Linked DNA regions of Mus musculus: regions 2, 3, 4, 5, 6 and 7 are each linked to region 1. The links are chromatin contacts, called in public ChIA-PET, Hi-C, HiChIP or PLAC-seq and Micro-C maps. All regions are on one chromosome and are shown on one strand. The core of a region is the stretch at or near the end of the contact, and the rest is flanking DNA. Distances in the headings are between cores, read along the strand shown.

Region 1 (3,073 bases), core at 228-2,727:
TACAACGCATTATAATTGAGTGTCATAGAAAAAGAAAGGCACAGGACGCTTCCAGTTTTGTATGTTTGCTAGATGAATATGAACAGGGGAAAAAAGTCCATTACTGGCTCCAATATGTACTTTGGAACAATACTTCACAAATAAATATGTTATGCTTTTTCTCAAACAGAAAATGTTTGGGCATTGTTAGTTTATCATGCCCAATTAGACTATAAACGTTTGTTCCTCTTTTACTCAGAAGCGGGGTTATTTTAGATGCCACACCCACACCAGGAGTAAAGGTTTCTTAAGTTTTGCTTATGTGTCCTGTACCGTGAAATCTACGCTCAAGAGGAAAACAGTGTGTTGAACTGACACTTTCCTCTGTGGTTAATATGTAAGCCACGTATTATCTGAATTGTTTTGCCAAAACACGTCTGGCTGGGTACATTACACAGGTCACTCGCATATACATATTGGAGACAATAAGGTATCCGTAACAGCGTTGTGTGCTCACTCTTTTCATCTAATTTAAAATCGCGACGTGGTTTAGGAAAAGCTCTCTTAAGTCACAATACCAAGTTATTGCAGCAACATTTGTCCTCCGTGGCACTAAATTCCCTGTATAGTAAATTGTGTTTTCGGTTGCTTTGTCCCATAGTGTTGATCATAAGCCGTACTTAAGGATTTCAAACGGCGACAGCGCCCCCTCACCCCCCCCCCCCAAACCCCTTTTTAGTCCTAAGCTAGAAGTACCTATCAAATCCTATTTCTTTCCTTAAAGACACACAGGAAAGCGCCGCGGAAGAGATTCGTCGACTGTGCAACAGCGACCCCTGGCGGCCCGATGCTCGCAAGGCCTTGAGCACCCAGAGCTGTCTCTAATCAAGTCCCTCTTTGTTTTCCATATCTGGAGAGCGACCCGGAACTGTCTTTGAGAGTGTGGGCTGTGTTTGATACCCACAATCTAAAGCTCAAAGTTTCAGGATCTTCACTACTCACGGCGTACAACTCATGGGTCTTTGTTTTCTTTTTGTGACATTTAATGAAATGAGTTTTGTAGTTGGGTTTTGTCCCTTTCTCCTTGCCAGCGAATCACAACAACAAACTTGCACATTAGTAAAAAGCCTTTGATGGCTTTTGTCTGTTTGGGAGGAGAAAATGCCTGAAAAGTAAGTAAAGGTCTCAGGGAGGTGGGGGGAAGGAAAACGAGTATTGCTTGTAGCACGAACACCCATATGATTCATCGGTAGAAGCTGAGCTCTGGCTCCATTTCTTTTGTAGATTTCCCGGCTCCCCTCACCCCACCCCCCGCTTTGTTCCGCTTCAAACCTTTCAGAGGGCTGAAATGCATTATTACCTTGTTAAATCTCTACCCAAATCATTTCTACAGCCCGAAGCTGTTTTGACGTGGGTTGAGCATCTCTCTCTCACACACATACACACAAAAGAATTGCTTTTGTTCCCAGACGCTCTCATTGGCTGAACGGCCTCCCTTTCGGGCCAATCAGAATCTAGTTGTCAGGCTTGGCAGGCTATTTTTAACCCAACACACAAAACCACTGGGTCTTGGAGGCAGTCCGCGGCAGAATGAAAGTCCCCATAGTAAAAGGCAGCAGCTGAATGTATTTTGGATGTCACGGCGTGTTTGACATTTTCTCTTTAATTCCATATACACTGTTACATTAGCATGTGCTTTTTCGTAAACAACTAACTCAGAAATGGACCTGCGTTTTCACAAGCTCTGTATTACCCTTTTAGGAAGAGAAAGCCTAAAATATATTGTATTCAGACTTGATCCAAAAACATTTCATAGTGTGTGGACGTATTAAACACACACACACACACACACACACACACACACACACACACACAGTTTCAATACGAGTGTGAAGGTGCTTTTAACAAGGGATTTTTGTAGATTTTCATTTTGGGTTGACAAAATTTTCATCAGTGACTGAATGAGAGTTACAATAATATCCATCTTTCTCCCTTACCGCATTCAATATGTATATAATTACTGCAACATGTATACACTTTATGTGTGGCATCTAAAATTATAAATACTCAGTGTGGGGTATTTTTGTGGGGGTATTTAGATAAAGCATGGTTTGCAGCATATTCAACCGATTGTTCAGTGGGGGACTTTTTTTTTTTAACCTCCCTAAATACACTTTAAGTGACAAGGCATCAAAACACATAGTTTGTAAATTATCTAACATATCCAGGAAACGAAAAGTTGCCAGATGTGAAAATACCAGGTTGTAAAGTTTGATTCACCCCCCAACCCCCGAGCCTTCCGTTTAATAGGCCAAAAAGCAGAAAAAGCTAAGTTGATCTCAAAATATATATCACAAAGCAATTTATTGGCAGAAAAATGAAACTATTTCCTGCAAAGGAAAGGGGGGGTTGTGGAGGCCTAAATAAGAAAGATGTTAAGAATCTCCCCTGGTTCTTACAAGAGATTTTTAAATTGTAGATTTGCCTAGTATTTATTTATCCAAGCTTGGCGATATGACTTTATTTGTTGTTCTTTGTTCATCTCCTGAAAAAGGCCTGTTATTTTTTGTTGCAAACCACGAAAGTGTCATTTAAACATGGTGTCAGGCAAGTGCAGAAATCCCGCAAAGGCTCCTGGGAGACATGGCTAGGATCCTATTCAAAGATGCAGGCGTTCTTCAGGAGAGAGGCTTCCATAACAAAAGTAGCCAAGGATAAGGAAAAGTTTACACAAAAGTTCTAGCAGAACTGTGGAGAACAGTCAAGATGTAGGGAAGGTGTGTACCTTGCCTTAGCAGATTTCACTGTTGGGGAGAAATGTCCCCTGCTTTTCTGATGGTGAATTTGAACGACTGTAACAATGCACCTGGAAAAGAGGCCACTCTTTCCAACAACTGTGTGAGGCACACTAGGTCAGCTTTCTAAAACCTCTATAATAGCTCCCAGGAACTTTGCTAGGTTTAGATAGGCAACCAGCTGCTAACAATTTAGTTTAATATTCATTCTTATTAGAGTCAAAGAATCTGAAAAAAACTGAGACCAGGCAAGATTCTTTTCTCTTGGCAGTGGCATATAGCACATTGAACTCCAGTAA
Region 2 (2,810 bases), core at 73-2,572, 810 kb before region 1:
AAGCTGAGAAGCAAGAGTACCCAGTAAAATTTCAAGGCCTTGTATTGGCCCTCTTCAATGGGCACTAGCATTTCAATGGCCACCAACTCTTGGACTACATGACTTGGATCACACCTATTCATTGAAAATTTCCCAATCCCTCCTAGTTTGGCCTTCATGTCACCACTACCCACACATCTCACCTTTCTCCAATTTGGTTCCTGGGACATCCCACCCTTAATGTCATTCTGGTTTCCTTCTCTTTCCTATGCCCCAAGTTTATATCTTTAGAACAGACTTGTTTTCCAAAGCTCCAGAATTGTTAAATTCCCAATTAATCCTTCCTGGGACTCTCACTGTCCCTGTAAGCTTGAATATCTAACTATGAGCATCTCCTCAACCTGGTAGCTGAAACTGTGTTAGTTTCTTTTTTTGTTGCTATGAAAAACTACCTGACAACAACATCTTAATGGAAGGTTCTATGCAGGTTCACAGTTTTAAGGCATGGAGCATCATTGCAGCAAAGTCATGGAGGCAGGCACCTGGTCACTTTGCATCTACTATCAGGAAATGGGGACAGATCAATGCTCAACTTACTCAATCATTTGTCCACTAGATGATCGTGGATTCTGTCAAAGGTTGACAAATGTTAACCATCACACTCTTAGGAGTTGCTCCTTTGTTCCCAGACACGCATATCTTAGCCTATGTCATCTTCTTGCCTCTCTAGGACAAAGTCACTCTATTGCCCATGTCAATGTCACCTCCTGAAGAGAACACAAAGCAGTTTACAGTGACAAGTCTAAACTGGGGTGTTATATTTCTCCTGAAGTTATGATCTTGGAGTATGGTATTTTCTTCCAAATTGTAGTGTTCCCTTCCAATTGATACATTTCCCCCAGCAAGGAAGAAGGCATTTTGAAGACTCAGGAAGTAAACCAAAGGTCACATGTCCAGGAGAACAAAAACTTGAAAGATCCTTGAGGGCACCTATTCAGCAGTATAAAAAGGAGTAAAGAATTGCTAGGGTGAAGACTGAAGACTTTGTGCTGCCAAAGTTCAGAGACAGAGACAGAGAGACAGAGAGAAAGAGAGACAGAAACATAGAGAAAGAGAGACAAAGACAGAGAGAGATGGAGAGAGACAGGGGAGAGGGAGAGACTGACTGAGTGAAGCTGCCTCCCAATTGTGTAGGAAGCTCCAGGCTTTCAATTTGGGGGAGGTGTCTTCTATGTTGGGGTCAACTTTTCTGGTGATTCAGCCACATTTGAGTTATCCTTATGAGTATCCCCAGAAAAAAATTTCACTGATTTACCAAATTGCACAATGCTGCAATCGTTACTCTGGTCTGTTGCAAGTTCCCTTTCTGGGGTAAGTCGACTTGTGTCTTTTGTCAGGCCAAGAGAAATCTGTCACAGCAGGCCTGTAGTGGTAGAACCTGAAACTCCTAGCCAGAAATGGATCCTCCTATCCTTCCAGACCCCAGAGGATTGCTGTTGCTCCAAGGCAGAAGGAGTCTGAATATGGACTTGAAGAATGAACAGTGAAGAGGCATGGTTCACTGGGGGCACACTTCAGTTGATCTGTCTCATATTACTCTTTGCATTTCTCACTAGTCATGACTGTGACAGTTGTCACCTCCTCCCTTGTCCAGTTCAGAGTTTGGCAAAGCCACAGGAATTCCCAGCTAGGTGGGTAGAAGCCGTCAGCTCCCTACAGAAGGGCTGTGTGAGGAAGACTCCCAGTGACCTCTTGGATCATTTGGGAAAGAGGAACCCCGGGGAGGGATCACCCCTAGGAGACTGTCATTTTCCATGCTCTGACCGTGTGTACAACTTGTTAGGAAGGACACAGACAGGTGCTTCTAGCACGGCAGGAGTCCATCGTGAGACAGGGGATGAAAGAGATACAGTGTGAAATCAGCGGGTGAGCATAGATGCATTGCACAGCAAAAGGAGGTTAGAGGGATATTGAAGGCTATCGATGCTCAGATCCTGGGGATTGAGCCCATTGTGAGAATGAGGACATGCTCCTGAATGCATCCCAGGCTCCTAACAAATGCCACGGCTCCATCTGCTCAGTGGCTGAAGGCACAGGAGGTGGCAGAGGCAGACTGGAGAGCTGTTTGATGATGTTTCCTTTCCTAATCTCTAGTTCCTCAGGAGTTCTCACAAGCTGTCATGTGTGGGCAAGGTCAGGGAATTTGATGTCTCCCAAGTGACACTTCTCTAGGGTAAGGCACTCCCAAGGGCAAGACAGCGTTAGCCTTGTGTCTTGGGGGATAATTTACACTTTGGTAGGGGTTGGAAAGAAGCCACAGAGGCAGTAGCTCCTTGGTACCCAGAAAATTCTTCTAACAGTCAGGTCTGCAGAGATTTCTGAATCCACTTGTAACTGAGAAGGCCCTGTAATGTTGTTTACTGAGAGAAAAAACACATTCTTGAATAGTTACACTGGTTGCATTATAACTTCAAAAAACATTAATAACCAGTAAGTGCTCAGTCTCCCCAAGTTCCTCACAGATAGGGCCCAGGGACTCTCTTGGACAATCAGTTAGGGATTAGACCTTTGAGTCACTTCCCTTCCTAGTCAAACAACTTGCTAAACTAATTTCTTGAATCCAAGAAGAAACATTTTAGAGCAGACTGCCCTATCTAGACCCAGAGAGCTTGAGGTCAACATGATTTTGCCTTAACCCAGCACCAAGCATTCTTTTAGGAAATCTAACGGCGAGGTTAGATGGTGTTGGTGGTAGCTACAAGAATCCCATGACCTGCCCAGTGGTGGTAGCTCATACCTTTAATCCTAGCACTCCAGAGGCAGGCAGAGTT
Region 3 (3,091 bases), core at 301-2,800, 760 kb before region 1:
CTTTTTTCCTTATCAAAATTTCTATTTCCTCAGCACAAAGTCACTGTTCACTGTTGCAGAAGAAAAATGACTTTAATCTCAAAAGCGACATTAAAAATAGGAGGAAAGAAAACAAATCAATAAAGGCAAAGGTCAGAGAAACAGATGATTCCAACATAAGCCAGACTTCTGGGTGGGGGGTGCTATATACACAGGCTGAAAACCAGTCAGATACACTGGACATCTGCAAGGGGGAACATGCAGCTAGATCCGCCAGCCAAGCAATTTCATACTTTAGACTTTGAAAACTGTAATGTAACCAAATGTAACCATATAACCAGCAGGAATGGAAATAAAGAATTGTGGCCAAAGATTGCATTTCCTAACAAGATGTTTTCCTTCCCATACGTAACAAGTTTAATCACTTTCATACGTACTCACATGAATACATATGCACACATGTATGCACACACACATGCATATGCACACATACACACTTACATATACGCTACCCTATGCTGAATTAATCGTATTCTAAACTGTATTCTTCACCTGGAGAACCTGGAAGCTACTTCAATAAGAAAAAAAAATTATAACATTACAAAATGAGGAATGGTAGTTATGTCTTTCTTTTTAAAAAAATAAAATTTTACCTATTTGATAATTTCATATATGTATACATAACATACTCCAATTGTTAAGGATGCTACTCATGGCTTCTGTTTGTCATCAGGTTGACTAATATCAGTTGACAGACACTATTTCTGTTAGTTGATTTTAGTATTTTTTTTTTTACTCTTGTTCTGTGTATGGAAAGAGGTTACCACAGTTTCCTCCATAGGGCGTCAACTTTGAAACACGTTTTTAGCACCAACCCTAATAAATAATGAATTTTGCTGCAACCCAGATGTTCTAATGTCTTTTTTTAAATGTTGTCTGTGACCTACTACATCTGTTTTCACAAGCCTCTCATGGGTCATGACCTCCTTGTGCATGGAAAACATTGTCCTGGGATGGTCTTTCTCAATGTTCCCACTGAAATACCCCAAGCAGCAGGGGAGAGGGAAACTGGGGAGAGTAAAGGAAGACTAGAGAGAGAGACAGAGAGAGACAGAGACAGAGACAGAGACAGAGACAGAGACAGAGACAGACAGACTAAGGGTCTGCCTCCAGTGCAAAATCTCTTTGAAGTTTCTTTACTTCACCACTGAAGTGCACCCCACTTTGGCATATGATAGCCAACTGGACCATCAGATTTCTGCTAAAAGTTTTCAATTTCCCTTTTAAGCAGAACGGATGCTCTGGACTTCTTGCCATTGACACTCAGGTTGTCTCTCCTGCTACCTGGCTATCCAAGATGCCCACTGTAGGCTGCAACCATGTTCTGTGGGGTGATAAATGTCCCCACAATACACAAAACCAAGAAGTCTGGGGCCTTCTGGCTTCCACACAACTGTTCAGTGTAGACCTTCTGGATGATATCTATAAAGGCTCGCAGACACTCTCATCAGTTAGTGAGCCTGGGCTCTTCCCTAGTACTGCTGAATCTCGTGACTGGGAAATGACTCAGACCCTCATTAAACCTCACACAGCAAGTCTCCAGGAAGCCCCAGCAGCAGGAAGGGAACAATGCTCACAGGCATGGGAGGAGAGGCACTGAGGGGGAGCACAATGATGAAGGCTGAGCCACTTCCAAGGGGAGAAAGACATGCCAGTTCCTTGTCCTTGCAGTTGGTTGAGAGCAGTTCACCATTCTTCCCTTAAGTCGGCCATCGCATCAGACGGGCCAGGAAGAAGGGAGACACTAATCAACCAAGGAACCTGGGGGACCCTGGAGCTTTTAGGGTAACCAGAGAGTATGTGTATAAGTAGATAAACACACAGCCATTGCAGAGGTCAGAGTTCATTCACTCATTCCATATTTCTATGGACTCTGGGGATCCAGTGCAACGCGTAGGCTTGGTGGTAAGGACCTGCACCTGCTGGGTTGTTTTGGGAGTCCTCACGGGGTTGTTTAAGCACTTCTAACCTAAGGATCCAGTGGCTTGCTTAGAACTTTAAAATTGAGATGTTCTCACTTGAAATGAATTTCTAACACAGATCAAAGTTTTTTCTTTCATGAAAAGCCATCCAGGAATCTGGAAATAGGGCCACAGTGGGCTAGTGTGCATGGCATGAAAGAAAGAGAAACTGAGTTCAAATTCCTAGGGTCAAAGTTTGAAAAGGGGGATGGGGGTGGGGAATGTCTGGAGAGATGGCTCAGTGGTTAGGAGCACCGGCTGCTCTTCCAGAGGACCTAGGCTTAATTCCCAGCACCCACACAGTAGCTCAAAACTATCTGTAACTCCAGTTCGAGGGGCTCTGACAAGCTCACTCGCACAGACATGTGTGTAAGCAAAACACCAATGCACATAAGACAAAAAAAAAATTATTAAAAAGAAAAAGAAAAAACTAGGCCTGGCCTTGCATGCCTTTAATTCTAGTAGTGGGGAACTAAGACTAGCAGATCTCACAAGCTCTCTGGATAGCTAGCTCAGCCAAAACAGCTTTAAGGTTCAGTAAGAGACCTCATCTCAAAACAAAGGTGGAGGCCAATAGAGATAGACATCGAACGTCTTCCTCTGACCTCCACACACAAGCACACACATGTGCTCATACACCACACACAGCACCCCTATCCACATACAACAACAGCAGATGCAGCACACACATAAGACATCTAGGATTTGAAATAGAGGAATAAATTAAAAATAAGGAAAGGATCCCAAAGAAACCTATAAAAGATGTCTTGGAAAAACCATAGTTCCAGACAGAGTGGAGACAGACAGACACAATTGGGCTTGAACAACACTCTAGCACGTCCTTATAAATTCATGGCCAAAGATTGCTGAAATAGTCAATCAACTGTCCAAATAGATGTCCCCTACTTTTTTCCTGTACTGTGCATCTTTCTCCAGTCATAACCCAGGACCTGTAAGTACAGTAGGGTTCAGTAGAGTGCCTCACTATAGTGATTAACAAAGCCATGATTTGAAAAGCTGAATCCCATCTCTTTAAGTGTAAAAGGAATTTCATTTATTTCATGATTAAAGCAATAACACGCAAGTGTGAA
Region 4 (2,931 bases), core at 197-2,696, 790 kb before region 1:
TGTTTTAAATTTTAACGTTTAACTATGTCTTTTCCTTAGTACACAGTTCAATTCATGGTCAGACTTTAAATTCCTTTCAGCTCTACTTCTTGTCTAAGCACAGTGGTAATAGCTCTGTATGTGTGTGTGTGTGTGTGTGTGTGTGTGTGTGTGTGTGTGTGTGTGTGTGTGTGTGTGTGTGCGCGCGCGCGCGCACCCGGCAGCCATTAGTTTTTGGAAACAGGGTCACCCACTCTGGAACTCAGAGTAGATGAGGTTGGTTGGCCAGAGAAGCTTCCCCCGCCCCCCAGGAGTGGAGAGAATTTGCTACCTCTGCCTCCTTGGCGGTAGGATAACCTGGAGCCACCACACTCAGCGTTTCTAACATGGGCTCTGGGGATTGAACTGAACCGTAGGCGGTCCTACAATAGCCAGTTCCATGTAGTTTTGAGAGGCTGGAGCAGGTGGAAGGTGGCAGTTCTTCACCTCGTCCCTGACACTCAGTTTAGGACATTAGTGGAAATGTCTGGTATTTACCTGCACAATTTAAACACGCTTTGGAGTTGATGCCCATGAGATTTGGAATGGAAACCACTGAGTGTGCTTTATCCAGAGAGCAGATGGCTCTAAAAGGCACCCTCTAGGGCAGAGCGCTCTGAAAGAGACCCTCTGGGGCAGATTGCTCTGTAAGGCACCCTCTGGGGCAGAGAACCTTGCAAAGCACCCTCTGGGCAGCGGCAAAAGACACTGCAGCAAGTTCTGGTTCCTCCCAACGCAGGCAGCTGGAGAAGCCTATCTCTGACTTCATTTCCCTTCCCTAGTCTCTTATATCTGCTCCCTGGGAATGTGGGGGATCACGTTTCCAAACTGACAACAGGAGTTCAACCGCTCCCTTTGAGATGTTTCAAGACTTTCTTGGGTTTTTATGCTGTAAGACAACACTGCGACTGAAAGCAACTTGGAAAGGAAAGAGTTTATTTCAGCTCACAGCTTACAGTCCGTCATGAAGGGCTAGCCAAACAGGGACTCAAGGCAGGCACCTCGAGGCAGGAACTGACACAGAAGTCATGGAGAAATGCTGCTCACTGGCTTGTTCAACCTGCTTTCTTATACATCCCAGGACTACCTGCCTAGAGTTGGTACCATCCCTAGTGAGCTGGGTCCCCTCACATCAATCATTAATCAAGAAAATGCCCTACAGACTTTCTTGCAGGCAGTTAGAACCCTACTTCTACTTCTAGTTCAGGAATTAGGAAATTTAATTAATTAGTTCAGAGAGAAAGAGCCATAGGAAGAACCCAGGTATGGTGATTCCAAACTCAGTTCTCCTTTTATGAAAGATTAGCTTTTCTGTTTCTTCCTTTAAAACTATTTGAGAGACAGAAACTCCAACCCAAGCAGTTAGCCCAACAGGAAACAACCTGTCAGTGTGAACGACCCATTCTCAGTCTGTGCTTTGTCATCGCGAACGCACAGGCGCATCCTCCTTAAAAATGAAAAAATGCCTTTCATAAGACGGCCGTTTTGTTCTGCCCCATGGTGTGTTCCAGTCGACGCTGTGGCGTTCGCTATTTTTCTTTTAGATCGTCTGGCTTCTGGTTAAGGCTGCGACAATGACCTGAGTCCCTTTGTGTTCTCATGCTGCAATTTATTCTCAGGCTTCTTCCTTCTGTTTTATTATTAAAAATTTTAGCTTCTACTTTTGAAGTGACCCACCACCCATTATAGGAGTTTTAAAATATGGACATCAATATCTTCCCACTGAAAAAAAAAATGTACCCTTACTTCTATAAAAGGTGATAGATTGCAATGATGTGCTAAGTTTACCTTACAGGCAGCTTAAAAACAAAACAAAAGGAAACAACACTAACTTTCCTGATAAATGACATACCTGTTTAGACAGAGAGAAGAAAAGGAAGAGAGACATGTAAATTCCTTTTGTAGCACTGTGAATTCTTTGATCAGCCTTCTTTTCCTTCCCATTTCCTCCATCTCTGGACTTCTAAGCCTCCAAATGCAGGATTAGAATTCTAGGTGATAGAGTGAGCTGATCTCTCAGATGCTGAGGCAGCGGGTTTACCGCTATACTTCAAAGGCAGCAATCCCAAACGGATGCCCGAGGTGATTCATTTTTATTTGGGTAACGGAGAACTCGAGCTGAGCTAAATGACAGATGTAAAAGGACCATGCAGCGACCATGTAAATAAGCAGCTCCCCCTGCCAGACACTGGGACAAAGAACTGTGTCAGCTGACGCTCAAATCTCATTAGACTACCACACAATCCTCTCTGGTACAGGACCAAATAATTCATATAAACATGTAGAGGGGAATAGAAAAACGAAGCACCTAAACAAATCTTCAACGGTTTATTGTTTAGCCACCTCGTCTTCAAAGATAAATGCTAACGAACGATGTCTGATTCACTTGTCTGAGCAACTTGACAACACTAATAACCAGCTCAGCTCATGGGCCCCGGTTGGAGCTGACCTCACTCAGCACAACCAATTGTTCCTAATTGAGTTTTGTGGATGGGGCTCCGGGTTTGGTACTTGCTGCAGATACTGGTTGTGCCCCTCGTTCCCTGCTGGCTTTGTCCATGCTGACTCTCATTTCTTCTAGCAACCGGGCTGCAGGAGTGAAGGAGAATTACCGACCGCCCAGACTAGGAACACGTCTCACCTCTGGGTAGGGTTCTGTTTGCCCTGAGAGACAGAAGTTAAAAATAGCCTCTCTTGTTAAAGATTAGTGTTGGTGCATTTAATCACATCCAGTACACACACACAAACATACACACACACACACACACACACACACACACACACACACACACACACACACCATGGGTAGGGAGACTTGGGCCAAGTATCATTAAAACCTTGTACTTTAAAAAGCTATTATCTCCAAGATGCTTATACAAAACATCAACAAATGTGGGAAACATAACACCCCAT
Region 5 (3,065 bases), core at 330-2,829, 920 kb before region 1:
ACATAGTTCCTCCCCTCAAACCCCTTCTCCTCTGAGTGGTTGGAGCTCCCCCCCCCCCCCCGCCTCCAGAGTATCTCCCCACCTTTGATTGTTAAAAAGGAAAGCCAAGCACAACCTATAGAAACTCTAACTGGATCACATCCAACCCATTGGTCATTTGCCAACAGTGGCGTGGAACGCAGTTCCACAGTGATAGACTAGATTTAAAAAGTCAACATCCAAGTATCTTGACATTTTTCAAATCGGAAAATCCAACCCAATGGTAGGAAACAGAGGCGTGGAGAGGCACGGAGCTACAGTGAAACCATTTTGACCAGAAACTCAAAGGAGCTCTCATATCAGGTTTTCCCTGATATCGTTAATGATAGCACCAGGGTACCGTTCCAGGGACTGGTTTCTGCATCACAGGGACAAACCTGCCTTTCAGTGGTCATCTGAGCAGAAGGCCACAGAAATAAAAGCAACTGACTCCCTACTCCCATGCAAATTCTATCCCTCTGCCAAAATATCTCATTGCCAGTTCTGGGTTTTAGACTCCAAAAGAGCTCTGGCTGTATAACCTCACATTGTTGCTGTTAAATGTTCTATCGATCAATGAAGAACAAGAGACAGCCCGTTCTTCCTGGAGAGTAGCTACTTTAGAAATTAGTAAGGATTAGTAAACCCTTGTTTAAACATCTCTTTGGAATGGCTCCGAAAGGTTCCCGTGAAACAACGAAGTTATTGTTCACCCCAGGAGTCTAATTTCCCTGGGAATCACACTTTCCTACCTGGTTCCATTGCTCTGTGGTTGAACGTGTATTAAGTCTGACATCCATGTATAACCCAGAGGGACAAATGGGTTCCTCTTGTAAGCCCTCATTGCCACGGGCTCTATTTGTAATCAGACAATCAATATGGTTAGCATGTGCCAACTTCGCCGGCGGAGAATAAGTGAGGCTGTTTGAGCCCAGGACACTGGAGAAAGCGTGTGAGGAAGCCGTGTGAATGGGGCTCATTGTTGGCCTGGATTTTAAACGTTCTCGTTTTTCACAACATTTTATGGAGAGCTCTTAAAAGGCCTTTATTGATAGAGATACTCATTAAATGCCAGTTTTAAAAGGAGAGTTGTTGATGTAATGTCATACAATCTGCTTATGCATAAAGCCTTTTTTATTCTGGTGTTCTGACGAGTGCTTTGCCATGCCAGCCCTCCCACCACATCCCAAGACACAGAAACTCCTCCTCTAGACGAATGCTCTGAAATGCGGGGCTGTTATTAGATCAGATGCCATAGATGGCTGGACCTTTCCTGCGTGCTTGTCTTTCACTGTCAAAACCAACCCTGATTTACTCAATGCACAACCAGTAATTGAACATCTGCCATATAATGCAGAAAAACCAGAGAAAGATGGTATTGTTGTTGTTGTTGGTTGGTTTTGGTTTTTTTTTTTCTTTCTAAAGGAGCTAGTTAGATTTTACTGTGAAAAAGAGACATGCAAATTAGTTAACAGCCGTGCATTGCACCAAGCTTGAGGGAATGGGGCTGGTGAAGTCTGAAGTCAGACAGTTCAGCATGTGACTTAGGACCGCAGCTTAGGGAGGGACTGAAGGTGTGGGCGGGTGCTGGTGAGAAAGGAGAAAGGCAAGCTTGAGACAGCACACATGTGAAGGAGCTCAATGGAGCCATTCCACAACCTGTGCGTACAGCAAGCCATCATGTTACGTGCCACCAACAGATGTGGTTGTTAACTATGAAAAAAATTTACCAGGAAAAACAAGACAACGTATTAGCGATAAAAGACACCAATGAAATCCTTGGAAGGGAAGAGAAAGAGGGAGGGAAGAATAGGGGGGAAACAAGAGAGGGACGATGGGAGGGAGGGAGGAAACTGCATATACCCAGGCTCCAGCACAACTCAATTTCAAGGTGGGAAGGGCACTGAGTGCTCTCAGCTTTCCTAGTCTCCCCCTCATGGCTTTTGATGCTCAGTCAACTTTGAAAACCCTTAGCTGGGATCAGATTCTCTAGCTCTGCTGCAGATTAGAGTAACTGGGGCAGCTCCTCAAACTCCCAATGCTCAGGCCCCACCCCAGTCCCGCAGGCCAGACTCAGGTGAGTCTGGATCCCTAGCGTTTCATACACTGGGCATGGAGACACCGATCAGTAATCCCCAACAAGCAGGAGGTGGAGATGGGAGGGTTGTAAATTCAAGGTTATCCTTAGCTACAGAGCACGTTTGAGGCTAGCCTGAGCCACAGGAGAGCCTACCTCAAAAGAACAAATAGCAACAAAAGAAGACCTGCCTTCCAATATGTTATTTCCAAGCAAAAATTATTTGGAGTTCTCTTTTATTATCTACACATTTTGCCTCCTGGTCTTTGCTTCCCTACCAGAGCTTTCTAAAACAGAAAGACCTGGATGCAGATACCTCAGAATAGGGTGACACAAAGCCGGAGGAGCGACAGACAGGCAAGGGCAGCTTTGGACTTGTTTTTGTCTGGCTTAACCGGGAGGATACTGGAGTAAGACCATCTGCCCTTCAAGAAATCAAAGCCAGACACAGGAAGTGGGCGGGAAGACCCTCCAGCAGCCCCAGCTGCCTGGGCCGGGCAGCTGCACAGACCCCTGTTGTTGGCAGACAAGGCAAGGTCTTTTCAGTCTTGTGACCATCAACCCATCCCCAGTGCTGGTGGGGAGGGCACTGCCATTCTTTCTATGACTGATCGCAACAGAATGTGACAGTTGTTTGGGGTGACAGGTTTCCTGGGGGCTCTGCCTTCAACAAGAGCCATTGTGCAGAGGGCGTGTCCTGGTGCCAATGTCACAGGCAGGGGAAGACCCGAGTGGTCCTTTCATTTATATATGACAACATTTCCAAGGAACAGATGGACAGAAATCTTAAGCACTAGCCATCTTCCTCTTGTCTGAAGAGCTGCGGTAGTTGAACAGAACAAATGGCCTCCGTGCCTACCCTTCCTTTCTTCTGCCTTCCTGTTGGGTTAACTGATACACCAACAGAGGTTGCCCTCTGCATTGGATTCAAGGCCAGCTGCAACTAGAATTAGACATTCTCACCTGCTGC
Region 6 (2,802 bases), core at 258-2,757, 840 kb before region 1:
GGAGTCCCTGGAAGGCAGAAACTACTTTTAATATAATTTGTGCTTGAAAGAGCACTGTGATATTTAAGCCTGGCATCCCTGTGACAGATGCTACCAGGGCTGAACCACAATACCACTGCCATTTCCAGAATCGAGGCTTAAAGTAGAAGTCAAACCCTCATAAAACCATCTGTTTCCCTCCCCTATCTCCTGGATGGCTCTCAGCTGGGAAATGATCTTTCTCCTATGGTGAGCCTCCTACAGAGTCTCCAACAAAGACCACTCTGACCTCTGGATATCTGGACAGAGACAATTCCAAAAGCCCCCAAAATAAGACTTTGGTTCTAGAGTCACGCGGAAACTGTTCTCAACACTCTAACTTTGTTGGTCAAATTGGAGGAAGCTCATGGAGCTTGAAAATATGGCTCATTTCTGTGAAGGGTGATAAGCAAATTTTAAATTTTTGGTGACTTATCTCACCAGACAGACCTCTCTCTGGTTCTCTCTCTGAACCATGTGGAGCGTGTTTAGATTCCACTACTGGGTGAGGTCGAACATGGCTGTGCCATTTCTCTCTGCTTGAATTTCACAGTACAGCGATCTTTCTCTGGAGGTTTGGTTCTTGTCATCTTGGTTCCAATCAGTCCTTAAAAGAGGACAGGAACACATTTTAAAGCAGGAAGAAAGAAGGAAGGAGGAAGAGGAAGAGAGGAGGATGAAGAAGATGAAGAAAAGAGGAGGAGGAGGAAGAAATAATATGATGTGAATTTCACAAAACAAAGTAGAGCTTTGGCTAGTGGCTAACTTGGGTGTAGGCAGTGCATCCTCTTCTTCCCTCTGAGAATGCAGTGGTGAAATCTCATCTGCCCCAGTGAGGCTGCTGCATTTAGTTTAATTTGATCTACGCTCATGCTCCCTGTATGCCTGCTCTCCCAGTGTATGGATCCAGGAAACACCACTTTTCCCCTTTCATCTCCTGAATCCTTCAGTCTGAAGACTCATTATTGATCACAGCCTCCAAGAATTCAAAGTATGGGTTATCATCTCAAGGAAGGATTGGAAATGTCCAGAGCCTTGCTGCTCGAAAGGGCAACAGAACTTTGATCTCTACCATTTTCTTTAGGGCCCATGCTTTGCTCCGCCTTTTCAGACTATCAGAAGGCAGGTCTGCTGGTTCCGCTACTTAATTTAATGCTTCAGTTTTCAGGAGGAGCCAGCCTGGTCGAGCTTTTTAGGCTCTTTCTACTTGGGATGTGATGAATCAATCAATTGCAGGCTTCATTTTGTAGACGTTGGTATCCATGATGGGGTGCTAGCTCAGCCCTAGTAGCAGACAGAGGTGGCTCCGATAATTACATTAGAACCGTGGATACACACTTGCCTTAGGGCTTTAGAGTTGGGCTTAATCAAATCTACATTTGACATTTCACAGCCCACGCCAAGGATTTGTGCAAAGAAATAGCCGAGCACCGCCGGTTCTGCCTTAGCCTCCTCTTAAGGAAACAGCAGGCCTTGCGTTGGTTACATTTCTGCCCTGTGGTACAGCACTCAGAGCTTCTCTGGGCCATGTGCTTTTGATCCACAAAACACAACGGTTTGTTTGCTTGCTTGCTGTACTTAATACTTCTCTTGCACCCAGGCCTGGGGCTATGCTGTGGTTTGAATGTGAAATGTTCCCTGTCTTGTCTTTAGGGCCTGCCACAATTTCTTAATTAACTCTCTGCAGCCTAAATGGGTACTCAAGGTAATCACAAAATAAAACAGAAAATCTTGGAATGGAAATGATGGTGAACAAGACTGGATATGCAAAGATGACATGAGCCTGGATCCCAAACCTCCATAGAGGTAGCACTGGACCTGTGGATTGGAAGCAGCTGGGGCTTCTTGTTTGTTTTTGTTTGAAACTTACTTTTGCTTTGTAGAGTTAGCAATTGAACAAAACAGACTAAAAGACAATGCCTGGCACTGAAAAGTTGAAAGTGCTTTTAGGTGATTCTCATCCGTTTCAAATAAGAACAGGAGATCTGCACAGTTCACCACCAAGTGTTTCTGGTTACATTTTTTTTCTAAGATTTATTTTCAAGCATGAATGCACGATTGCATGCGTGCTTGCATGTGTGTGTGTGTGTGTGTGTGTGTTCGTGTAGGTGCCCATGAAGTCCAGAGGGAGGCATCAGACCCCCTGGACTTGGAGTTCCAGGTGACTGCAAAGGTGATAGGAAGTAAATTATGATCTAGAAGGACAGGAGGCTCTCTTATCCACTGATCTTCTCAGACTGTGATACAATTTTTCTTTAGAGCATATTTGGAGAAATACTGACAAAAGTCAAGAAATTGAATCAAGAAGTCGTTTAATGAGTATAGTCACTGTCCCTGCCACTGAGGATGGTCCAAGCTAGACCATCACAGCCCTGTGTGAAAAGGAACAGGAAAAAAACAAAAAACAAAAAAACCCTCCAAATGAAGTTCTGGATCTTCTAAAATGATGTTGGGGTTTATTCAGGGCAACACTACAATAGTAGTACTACGTCTGTGAAGGGAGTTCAAATCTCAGCCAAAGAGAAAAGAAGGAGCAGGTGCAAGATGGGGGGAGCACACATACACAGAAGACGTTCAGGTTCCATCAGACAGGGAGGGCAGCAAATTCAACAGCATAAAGCCCAGGCTGGGGACGAGTTAGATCTTGAAAAGTACTGTGGAGCTGTAGCCAAGTGGCAAGAGATATATGTTAGCTGGGGAAATAACGTGACCAAATTTGCCTTTTAGGTAGGTTAGGTATCAGCATGGCACTGGATGGGGGCCAGAGGGCAGCAGCCATGTGGC
Region 7 (3,037 bases), core at 216-2,715, 740 kb before region 1:
TCTTGTTCAGTGGACTCCTAACAGTGGAGGCTGGGTATATCTCTGACTCTTTTGCCTGCTCTTGAGACTCTTTTTTTTTCCTCCTATTGGGTGACCTTGTCTTTCCCTTTGTCTTACTGTATCTTGGTTTATCCGGTCTGACTGTTGTCTCTAAGAGACCCCCTCTTTTCTGCAGCAGAAATTAGGGGGAGCAGATCTGGGAAAATGGAGGTGAAAGGGAGAGCTGGGAGAAGTGGAGGGTGGGGTGCATTGTATAAGAGAAGAATCTACTTTCCATTTAAAAGAAGTTCACAAAATGGTGCCTGCCTTTAATCCCAGCACTCAGGAGGCAGAGGCAGGCAGATTTCTGAGTTCAAGGCCAGCCTGGTCTACAAAGTGAGTTCCAGGACAGCCAGGGCTATACAGAGAAACCCTGTCTCAGAAAACAAACAAACAAACAAACAAACAAACAAAAAACAAAAAAAGTAAAATAAAAAGTAGAAAGAGAAGAAGAAGAAGAAGAAGAAGAAGAAGAAGAAGAAGAAGAAGAAGAAGAAGAAGAAGAAGAAGAAGAAGAAGAAGAGGAGGAGGAGGAGGAGGAGGAGGAGGAGGAGGAGGAGGAGGAGGAGGAGGAGGAGGATGATGATGATGGGAGAAAAAGTCTCCTTATAGAACTTTCCCTTGGCAGAAGGAAGCTGCTCAGTCCTGGTTGCAAGATCTCCTGGAGGCAGAGGCAGGAAGGCTAGACCTCCTTGCCCTCTTTCAGAACAGCCCTGGTAGGTATTCCAGTTTGGAGAGGTTTATGTAGGATACAGGTTGACACCTCTAGCACTTGGTCTTTTGTCCTGTCTTGCCAATTGCTCACTAGTGTGGCTTCCCATGAGCACTCCTCTGTTGAACACGTGCACACCTTTGCCTCTCACTCCCTGGGACTCTCAACCTGAGACAGGGTCATAGGGAAAGTCCTGGACCTCTCAATAGAGTGGCTTTGAAAGGATGAAGAAAATTATTCTGTCGAGAAACTGTACTCAAAAGTTCTCTGGGGCAGGCAGGATGGCTCAGTGGATGACTCTTGGTGGAAGGAAAGAGCAGATCTCCAAAAGTTCTCTGATCTCTACACAGGATCCATGACCAGAAAGTGGCAAGCATGCACAGGTATTCTTTTGAAAGAGAGTTTTCTGCTAACCCTGTAGCTGTTTCCTAGTAATCAGATGGGTGAATATTTGGACCTCCAATGGAAAAATAAACGGAAAGGGAAAGGGGACGAAAAGATTAAAAGGGGAGGTGCAGCTTATCAGAAGATTGCTTGTCTAGTATGTGAGGGTATCTGAGCTTGACCCCGGGCACTGGAAAGAAAAGGTGGGTGGGTAAAGAAGAGAGACTGAGAGATGAAAGAAGAGAGATGAAGAGAGATGAACGAAACGACCCAGAAACCCCGTCTCTGTCACACTTTCCCACTCTGAGGAGCACTTTTCGTGTTGTTGCAACAGCTATTTTTAGAGTCTAAAAGGCCACTGTTGACTGCCTATGGGGCTCACTAATTCACGCTTGTGGTGTCTAGATCTCAAAGCAACACTGCAAAGGAAACAGTAATATCAGAGAGGCTAAGTGATCCACCCGAGACCTCAGTGAGTGAAAGGAGATTGAAGCCACCGTGGCCTCTACATCCCTTGATGTCTCCTCAGGGAATCAGGGTTCTGCTGATCCAAAGAGGAAAGCAAACTGATACCAGGTTTGAGGGATTTGGGAAGGTGTTGCCTGAGATTCGTTTCCTAGCAAGTAATAGAGACTCAATTTAAACAGGATTTAAACAGAGAGAAGAGAACTTCCTACAGAGATGCCGAGAGGTTTTACAGGACAGAAAAGAGACCCCATCTTAAGGAGAAGAAAGCAAAATAACAAAACCAAGATCATAGGACGAGAAGAAAACAGCAGTATCAGGATTCAGTTTTCTATCAGTTGCAGTACAATAGGGCTGGCTTCTTAGTCCCAGGAAGTAGTCTTGGATAAATATGCTACTTATTATTCAGTCCTGGACCAATCACCACCACAAAGATCTGAGTTACAATGTAAGAGGCTCGTCTCTGCCACAGACATTTTATGACTAAAAACAACAAAGGGAAGACACTATTCTAGAAAAGGAGCTGGATGGAAGGGTATGTTACCACATCGCCTTATTTCGGTGGTATAGGCTGGTGTTTACTGTGTAATGCTTTGGTTTTCTTTATCCCCTCACCACACAACTCAGTGATTCATTGAAAAAAAAAAAAAACATGGCAGTTGAGGTTTAGCTTAAAAAGAAGCTTGGCTTACACCCTGCTCATTACAGATTTTCTTCTTTGGACGATTCGAGGGAAATGGAGTTTAAAAGATAGGACAGGAAGCAAAAGTCAGGTCTAGCTTGCAAGGTAAATTCTCCCTTACCAATGCAGGAAATTAATTTCCTTTTGGCCATGATGACTGAGGAAGATTGAATAGAAAGAGACGAGATGAAAAGGCTTAAGATACATTTTTTTTTTCTAACCTCGCTGTGCATTAAATCCTAAGAGAAATTAATCAGGCTTGTGCTTCCAATGGAATTGAGTTAAAAATCTGACCAATTCTTTGTTCACATAGGAGTCCACATGTTTGCCTTCCACACTGGTTAGAAAGGGGCTCCCAGGGGGAGCCAGGGTCATTCTCACGGCCCTACCTGCAAACCTAGTTCCAGACGCACTGTCAAGGTACACAAGGTACACAAAAGCACAAAGGTGGCCTTTCTCTCTGTGCTCCAGAGAAAGAGTGAGGTTGAAAGTGACCATTTGTTCCCTCTGTGACATGCATGTCTGATATTATGCATGGACATGCATAACTCTCTGAATTATGCATGAATTAGGCCCTACTCTTGTTCAGCAACAGCTGGATGAATTTTCCCCTCCAGATGCCCAGCTGCACAGTGACACATCCCCCAACACACGGTTGTACTACATGTACCCCCACACATAGATACCAGGGTCAGTGGCCCCCACTCCAGTTTACCAGAACTCAAGGACCATGACAGCCAGGGCAATGTGTTTTG

The links. A called contact is a pair of places that touch in the nucleus more often than the background predicts. ChIA-PET counts read pairs in DNA pulled down with a chosen protein or histone mark. HiChIP or PLAC-seq counts read pairs in DNA pulled down with a chosen protein or histone mark.
Region 2: a contact with region 1 is called in a Micro-C map of brown adipocytes, with 2.9 times the contacts expected there. The contact joins two enhancer-like sites. A contact is called at or near these places in 1 of 15 datasets of contacts at CTCF or cohesin (the NIH/3T3 cell line), 2 of 484 Hi-C or Micro-C datasets (bone marrow-derived macrophages and brown adipocytes) and 3 of 115 datasets of contacts at active chromatin or transcription factors (bone marrow-derived macrophages, embryonic forebrain and large pre-B cells).
Region 3: a contact with region 1 is called in a Hi-C map of uterus, with 6 times the contacts expected there. The contact joins two enhancer-like sites. A contact is called at or near these places in 7 of 484 Hi-C or Micro-C datasets (granulosa cells, nephron progenitors and uterus) and 7 of 115 datasets of contacts at active chromatin or transcription factors (the NIH/3T3 cell line, bone marrow-derived macrophages, cardiomyocytes and 4 more).
Region 4: a contact with region 1 is called in an RNA polymerase II ChIA-PET map of memory CD8 T cells, with 84 read pairs. The contact joins two enhancer-like sites. A contact is called at or near these places in 5 of 115 datasets of contacts at active chromatin or transcription factors (bone marrow-derived macrophages, embryonic limb bud, large pre-B cells and 2 more).
Region 5: a contact with region 1 is called in an RNA polymerase II ChIA-PET map of memory CD8 T cells, with 10 times the contacts expected there. The contact joins two enhancer-like sites. A contact is called at or near these places in 1 of 15 datasets of contacts at CTCF or cohesin (large pre-B cells), 7 of 484 Hi-C or Micro-C datasets (B cells, CD4 T cells, bone marrow-derived macrophages and 3 more) and 12 of 115 datasets of contacts at active chromatin or transcription factors (Th17 cells, astrocytes, differentiating embryonic stem cells and 9 more).
Region 6: a contact with region 1 is called in a Hi-C map of the N1E-115 cell line, with 8 times the contacts expected there. The contact joins two enhancer-like sites. A contact is called at or near these places in 1 of 15 datasets of contacts at CTCF or cohesin (large pre-B cells), 4 of 484 Hi-C or Micro-C datasets (the MNK3 cell line, the N1E-115 cell line, adipose-derived mesenchymal stem cells and 1 more) and 12 of 115 datasets of contacts at active chromatin or transcription factors (the NIH/3T3 cell line, astrocytes, bone marrow-derived dendritic cells and 9 more).
Region 7: an H3K27ac HiChIP or PLAC-seq map of thymic regulatory T cells shows a contact between it and region 1, with 10 times the contacts expected there. The contact joins two enhancer-like sites. A contact is called at or near these places in 3 of 484 Hi-C or Micro-C datasets (the N1E-115 cell line, bone marrow-derived macrophages and cortical neurons) and 6 of 115 datasets of contacts at active chromatin or transcription factors (bone marrow-derived macrophages, differentiating embryonic stem cells, large pre-B cells and 3 more).

What each region holds. Positions count from the first base shown.
Region 1 is chr10:97,312,329-97,315,401 of GRCm38.p6, forward strand. No RefSeq gene overlaps it. Among named protein-coding and RNA genes, the nearest start is that of Gm34044, 78 kb to the left of the region's middle. Within about 2 kb of position 1,478, at least 387 of the 459 cell types and tissues checked have an H3K27ac peak or open chromatin away from gene starts, as enhancers often do. A contact at or near this core is called in B cells, the N1E-115 cell line, the NIH/3T3 cell line and 12 more, where this site is marked.
Region 2 is chr10:96,500,944-96,503,753 of GRCm38.p6, forward strand. No RefSeq gene overlaps it. Among named protein-coding and RNA genes, the nearest start is that of Gm33843, 96 kb to the right of the region's middle. Within about 2 kb of position 1,323, at least 40 of the 459 cell types and tissues checked have an H3K27ac peak or open chromatin away from gene starts, as enhancers often do. A contact at or near this core is called in bone marrow-derived macrophages and brown adipocytes, where this site is marked.
Region 3 is chr10:96,548,906-96,551,996 of GRCm38.p6, forward strand. The region is part of intron 3 of Gm33843 (a long non-coding RNA gene); the gene reads right to left. Among named protein-coding and RNA genes, the nearest start is that of Gm33843, 48 kb to the right of the region's middle. Within about 2 kb of position 1,551, at least 30 of the 459 cell types and tissues checked have an H3K27ac peak or open chromatin away from gene starts, as enhancers often do. A contact at or near this core is called in the NIH/3T3 cell line, bone marrow-derived macrophages and uterus, where this site is marked.
Region 4 is chr10:96,521,990-96,524,920 of GRCm38.p6, forward strand. Gm33843 (a long non-coding RNA gene) reads right to left here. Exons shown (of 4, transcript XR_380712.2): 4 at 2,435-2,682. Among named protein-coding and RNA genes, the nearest start is that of Gm33843, 75 kb to the right of the region's middle. Within about 2 kb of position 1,447, at least 23 of the 459 cell types and tissues checked have an H3K27ac peak or open chromatin away from gene starts, as enhancers often do. A contact at or near this core is called in memory CD8 T cells, where this site is marked.
Region 5 is chr10:96,397,177-96,400,241 of GRCm38.p6, forward strand. No RefSeq gene overlaps it. Among named protein-coding and RNA genes, the nearest start is that of Gm33782, 90 kb to the left of the region's middle. Within about 2 kb of position 1,580, at least 102 of the 459 cell types and tissues checked have an H3K27ac peak or open chromatin away from gene starts, as enhancers often do. A contact at or near this core is called in B cells, Th17 cells, cerebellum and 7 more, where this site is marked.
Region 6 is chr10:96,467,779-96,470,580 of GRCm38.p6, forward strand. No RefSeq gene overlaps it. Among named protein-coding and RNA genes, the nearest start is that of Gm33843, 130 kb to the right of the region's middle. Within about 2 kb of position 1,508, at least 5 of the 459 cell types and tissues checked have an H3K27ac peak or open chromatin away from gene starts, as enhancers often do. A contact at or near this core is called in the N1E-115 cell line, where this site is marked.
Region 7 is chr10:96,568,181-96,571,217 of GRCm38.p6, forward strand. The region is part of intron 3 of Gm33843 (a long non-coding RNA gene); the gene reads right to left. Among named protein-coding and RNA genes, the nearest start is that of Gm33843, 29 kb to the right of the region's middle. Within about 2 kb of position 1,466, at least 25 of the 459 cell types and tissues checked have an H3K27ac peak or open chromatin away from gene starts, as enhancers often do. A contact at or near this core is called in regulatory T cell precursor and thymic regulatory T cells, where this site is marked.